Linked DNA regions of Oryzias latipes: region 2 is linked to region 1. The links are chromatin contacts, called in public Hi-C maps. All regions are on one chromosome and are shown on one strand. The core of a region is the stretch at or near the end of the contact, and the rest is flanking DNA. Distances in the headings are between cores, read along the strand shown.

Region 1 (3,017 bases), core at 227-2,726:
AGCGTCGGGTCAAGAGCGTCGCGATCCTCAGGGTCCAAACACAGCTCTTTCTCTCTGTTCCTGATCTCTGGACTTGCAGCACTGATGAGTATTTTCAGGTTGGAAGTTGGAGTCCAGGGATCAACAGAACCTGCTTCTATCCCCTTCTTAGGTGTGGAAAGGGGACCCATTGTTCTCCAGCTGTCAGGTCCTTAAGAAGACTGCACAAGAGTCACATCATTTCTATTAGTGTAGTGAAAAATACAAAAAGAAATCTGCAGACATTGCTATTAACAATGTTTTCAATTTAAGCCCATCAGAATAATAAAAAAAAAATTATTCATCCCACAAACAGGAAACGACCTTGTTACTATTGAAAAAAGCGTACAGACACACAAAGACAAAAATGTGAGGTACAACTGGATTTTCTTCATCTGCTTGTATTGATTTTAAAACAACTTTATATTATTGTAAAATAGATTAACTTAAATCTAATACTTCACTCACAAGGTTACACCAGAGTAGCCTCCATGTAACACTTAAAATTGGCACTTGAAACAGTCTATTTTATTAAAGTAAAATTCAAATAATAATATCAATTTAACACTACTCGTTGTGTTACAATAGTAACAGAAAACCTTTATAAAAACATATCCAAATACCAGTTTAATATTGGCGGTAAGTGACGCAAGCTCCGTCGAATCAGCGGGGCTAACGGACGAGAGAGTCCCGCCCTTTTTGTGCCAAGCAGCCAATGAAAGAGCGGCACGAGCCGGCGCAGAGGAAGTGGAGGGTGTCCCGCGCAGGTAAACTGTTTTTGAAATCCTTGGCGCGGAACAACCTTGTGGTGAAAAAACAGCGATTTCCCTCGTGTTTTGACGCATTTGATGAAGCAGTAATTCCACCAATAACCAAATACGGCGGGATTTTAAACGACACAGGCTTCAAACTTACTACTACTTCAAACTTTAGATTTGGTCACGAAGGGCGCTCACCGAATATCTTAACGAAACAGAGAACCGGTCAGTCCGGTCCCACTACACTACAACCGCTGTACCCCGAAGAAATAATAACTTTAGAAAAAAAACACTAAGCTACAACTGGTGGCGCGATCCGCCTAACTAGGTGGCGGTATTATTAACACGCTGCCACCCCAAATTCCTACAGTTCATGCTAGATGTAAGAACAAGCTCTAAACGTTTACAGGACAAACGTAATCCAACTTACTCAAGAAGCCCACGACGTCTCTTTCTCAAAGGCTTCCCATTCCCGCTGGAAATCCTGCGCATCCACTGGTGGACGTTATGTGGTTAAAGTAAATGTTCTCAAGAACTGATTGTCTCCGAACAGAGCAGATACGTGTTTGTAAGTAAGTCCTAGTAAGCTTTCTGTACTCCTCTTTGCTATCAAAGGGCGGCCCGCTGATCAACTTGGCTGGAGTTTTGAAAAACTTTACCCGGCAGTAGGACTGACCACTCACATTCGATTCGACCCGCCTAATCTGAACATGCGCACACACGTCACTCAAAGGGGTGGGGCGTAAACAAAGTTTCTCAGTAGTTCCTTCAAGTGCTTGTAGAAAACAAGCTAGCTAAAGTTTCCACAAAAGCGTCTCTTAAATGAGATGTTTCATTTTAAAAGGGCAAACCCTCCTTTTAAATTTAAACGTTTAAATAAATAAATAAAAATAAATAAACCACTCATCTTAAAGAAACAATCACCGCCTGTAGATAAAACTTGCTTTGATTTTCCATAAACTGCAAATAGGAATCACTTTACCCATGTGCCTTCATGGCCTTACAGCTAACCTTTGCCAAATATCTCTACTGTATCTGAACTGGACCAAGATGGGATCCCCCAATCTAAACTGGAGATTTAATTTTTGTGGTTAAAAACGGAGCCTTTAGCATTAAATCTATTTAAATTAAAAATAAACATGTCGTCTTCTTCAGTCTAACTCAAAATACATTATCATTTCCAAAGGGTAAATTCTGACATTTATTGTGTGCTACACTATTGATAAGATGTGTAATCTGTTTCTCACGACAGAACTGTTTGAACAGGACACGTTAACATCAAACAAACAAAAAAAAGTTGTTTTTTGGGTGGTGGGGGGATTTATAAACTGTAAAAAGACCTGTTAGGTGTTGTAGATCATTTATTGTTAGGACTTTAGGCTCTGTACTGTGTGTGTGTTCCCCCTCAAATACAATCATAATTATAATTTTTATAGTTACCTTGGGTTGACAGACATGTACATTTTATAACAATGTCGTTGCTGATAGATTTTTGCTAAGTTTAAAGACATAAAGAGGAAATTGTCACTATCAGTCAGATAAGAACATAATTTTTAGTCAGTTTTGATGTTTATGGATTTATTGGAAGTTTTCTCATATACATATACATAGTAGTTCCAGGAACTGAGGAAAAAAAGAAACAGAAAAAATTAATTTGAACTACAATTCAAAACCTTACCTAAACAAGCAAGTATACCACACATGCTCAAAATACTGCCTTCTACTCACATCTTTATTAAAATAAAGTATTTTTCGGCCAGGGGTCTGTAAAATTTAACACTTAGAGAGCCGTTCAGGTCAATTTCTCACAGCCACAACCCAGTTGGGTTTATCAAATTTCTCCAAAAAAAGTTTTTCCGCTTGGAAGAGGAGCTTTTTGAGGTGTCGCGGAACTGACATACTTCACACTTAAAACTGCAATGGAAACATTTTGTTTTCTAATGAAATGAGCCATGTGACCAACAACTCTGCATAGGTAGCCAGTTAGCATCCATTTGCCTAACCCGGTGGGGTCGCTGGCTTGCCGGAGACTGTCCCAGCATCCTCGGGCGTCATTGAGAAGCAGTTGGGGGGGGGGGAGGTTGCTGTTAGAAGTTTTAGATTTTCAACAGCTTCTGCTGACACTCACACATTTTTTTATTAGAATGTCATGAAAATTCAATGCATAAACTCTTGGCCAGAGAGAAAATGATATACTATAGGATATGACTTCATTAGGAATGTGGGTGTTGTTAGAAATAA
Region 2 (3,280 bases), core at 397-2,896, 170 kb after region 1:
CAGAGATCTGGATTTTGTTGCTATTAATAAACAGTTATTTTGCATCTAGCATAATTAATTTGATCTACAGTACCGTTTTAGAGTCTAGTTCTGGTATAAATAAATGGTAAATGGCGTATACTTATATAGCGCTTGTCTACCTTCAAGGCTTAAAATGCTTTACAGTCACAGACCCATTCACCCAGTCACACACACATTCACACACACATTCACACACTGGTGGCTGCTCCGCTGCCGAAAGCTGGTGCCAACCTCCCACCAGAGGCAAGGTGGGGTTCAGTGTCTTGCCTAAGGACACTTCGACTCAGGGGGGGTGCACGGCGAGAATGGAACCTGCAATCTTACGACCGCCCTACCGCTGCTCCACGGCCGCCCAGATATGTAGTTTATTCGTGGTGAGAGACCAGACAAGATAATGCTGTGAATGTTTGAATGAATGTGTAGATCTTTTCGAAATGGACAATGATAGATAGGGGCTGAATTGTAAATGTGAAGTTTTTGCAGCAGTTTCATGGTAAAGTTGAATGTGTAATGTCTGTACAGTATGAGAGGAACAAGTCTAGGGGCAAACCAACACAAAGGCTCTTGCTCTTGAGAGTGCTTGTTCAGCAAAAACTACAGAATCTGAGACCAGCATTGTGAGTAAGTTAAATCATTTTCCAGTAGTCTTTATTTATTATCCTTGACCGTGTTGCCATTCAGTAGGCCAGGGGTCTGCAACCGGTGGCTCTGGAGCCACATGTGGCTCTTTGGTTAAAGAAAAATAAAATGATACTTTAAATTAACATATTTTTGGACTAAATGCCACATTAGGCAAAAGAAAACAGTCAGACAAATCCAACTTTTTTCAACCCATTGAAGCATAATACATATCACTCTGCAAGGCTTTTGACTACAGTACCAACAATCAATCAAGCACTGTGGCTCTGTTGTTCTAAAACATTTGGAACGCTTTTTTAAACACCATGTGCCACAGAAAATTAATTCCAAGGCGCAATGTCGATTTTTGAAAAAAAACAAAGGATTTTAAGTTTATTATAGGTAGGGTCAATTAGTTAGCACTGGTTTACTTTTTGTTTGCTATGTTTTACAAACATATAGCTGTGATGCACCAGCAAAAGGTTAAAAAAATGTGTTGTGTTTTTTTTAAAATCACAAATGTCATTACACTACCTACAACTTTGCTGCAGCGAGATGATCCAATGGGGCACAGGGTGTATTTTATCTTGAAAGGAAGTTCTGTCAAAAGTTATAAACTATTTCATTTGGAATAAAAATGCTAATTTCTCTTGTTTTACTCATGCCAAAAACAATCATTTATATTGATCATAACAGTAACAAAATCATCAATACAAAGCAACGTTGTAATGAGACTTTGCAGCTCCCCCTGGCTTATCAACCCAAATGGCTCTTTGAGTGTTAAAGGTTGCAGACCCCTGGTGTAGGCCGGTAAGGTTTGGGTTGTAGCTTGAGTACAGTAGAAAACAGTGTAATCACTGTGAAAATAAATGTCAAAGTTCTGGTATATGTGAGTAATTGTGGAGGACCAGCAATGCCACCTTTGACCAGTTTAGTCACCAACCTGAGGGAAAAACCTGATCCTGAACCCCTCTGCTCTCAGTTCCTTTTATTTGGAAGCTCCTCCTCCAACCCTAACACTGATCAGCTCCACTCCCCCCCATTTCTGCACTCTTTTAGTGCCTGGCCTCAGTTTGAGATTCTCCTCTCATCTTGTGTTTACCTTCACCTCTTTCTCTGATCCTCATGGATATCTGCAGCATGCACAAGGTTTGTCAGCTTTTCACCTGAAGTTTTTGCTACAAGTTGTTAATAGAACTGATGGAAAATGTGTTTTTTTTGGTAAATATAGTTTTGTTTTTTTAGATTACCTTGCAGACTTTGCCTAAAATCTAAAAATTGGAGTGTGTATCGATAATAACAAAATCAATAACTTTACTGTGAAAATTTGTCTTACTGATCTGTCAGTAAATGTCTGACACTACCCATTTTTTAAATTTATAAATCAAATCTTAAATGCTACAACTGTAGGTTTAAGGTGTTGCTGCAGGATGGTAATGGACACCTGCAGCCTAACTGTGAGTCTGACGCGGGTCGTGACACCAGACTGAAGTCCAGTTACAGCAGGAGGCTGCAGTAAAAGTATAAAAGCACCCGGGTCGTCTCTTCATCTTTTTGTTAATACAAGCTGACAGACTTTGGGTGTTCATCAGATGACATAGAGCAGAGGGAGCGCTGGTGGCACCAGTGCGTGTGAGTCTGTGCATGAGGATGTGTGAGTGTTTGGCTGACGCTCCTGGTACATGAATAGCCTTCAGATTAGCTGTGGCATCACTGTTTGAGTGTATTCATGTGGAGAATCTTTAAAAAGTTTCAGGCTCCACACAAAAGCCGGCTGTCCCCCTCACTTTGTGGAACACAATGACTGAAAAGCGAGAGGGAGAGCTTTGGAAATTGGAACCTGATGAGTTAGCAAACACCTGCAGCTTCAAAATACGGGATGCGTTTTCCTAATGAAGCTGACCATTTGGGATGGAGGAGCTGGATGTTTCAGACATTGTCCTTCTTTCATTTCCTTTTTTACTTCAGTTGTCACTTTTTGTGTGACGTAACAAATCTGTGCTGGGGGTTTACCATTGACTGTATATGAGGACTGGACTGAGTGACTCCTCTCCCCTGGCATACCAAACAGAAAGTACACACTGGTTCAAAGAAGCCAAAATCCTATAGACCTCTATAGAAAAATGAAGATAAGATAAGATCAAGATTAAGATACTTTATTGATCCCAGCTTGGGAAATTCTATCAGAATTTGGTCAGAATAAACCATTCTTGATCTGATACTTTTTTTTTACATGTTTTTGATAATCCTTTTTTTGTCATAATATTTTTTTAGTGCAAGTTATAATCTGAGCAATCAGATGCCTCAAAAAAGTAGGTGGTCTCACATCCAACGTTCAAAAGGTTGATTGGCAGATTTTCTCTCGCTTGCTTTCAAGTGGTAGGGGTGTATCCTTCCAACAAGCTCACTCCTGATAGGCTAGAGTGGTTGCTACAGAAATGATGACCAACTTTGGACCAATCATTGCTTATTGTCAATTTCTGGCCCCAACATGGCAGAGTCTGTATCGGGGAACAATTGCGACTGAATTGACTTCATTTGGTTGGAGGCACAAGTAAAGCATGTTCCATGGGTGACATCACAGCCATTCTCTCCAGTTCCCCATTTACAGTCAATGGGGTGATGTCACACTCACTTGGTC

Evidence for each region. Hi-C and Micro-C count contacts between places; a contact is called where the count stands out from the background.
Region 2: a contact with region 1 is called in a Hi-C map of embryo, with 4 times the contacts expected there. The contact joins the enhancer-like site here to the promoter of e2f8 in region 1. A contact is called at or near these places in 2 of 5 Hi-C or Micro-C datasets (both in embryo).

Annotation. Positions count from the first base shown.
Region 1 is chr3:6,174,652-6,177,668 of ASM223467v1, forward strand. e2f8 (transcription factor E2F8) reads right to left here and starts at 1,477. Exons shown (of 13, transcript XM_011487365.1): 1 at 1,207-1,477; 2 at 1-200. The coding sequence starts at 170. It overlaps LOC110017121 (a long non-coding RNA gene), which reads left to right and starts at 729. Exons shown (of 4, transcript XR_002292430.2): 1 at 729-785.
Region 2 is chr3:6,348,930-6,352,209 of ASM223467v1, forward strand. All of the region lies in intron 7 of nav2 (neuron navigator 2), which reads left to right. Among protein-coding and RNA genes, the nearest start is that of nav2, 56 kb to the left of the region's middle. Within about 2 kb of position 1,647, at least 1 of the 8 cell types and tissues checked has an H3K27ac peak or open chromatin away from gene starts, as enhancers often do. A contact at or near this core is called in embryo, where this site is marked.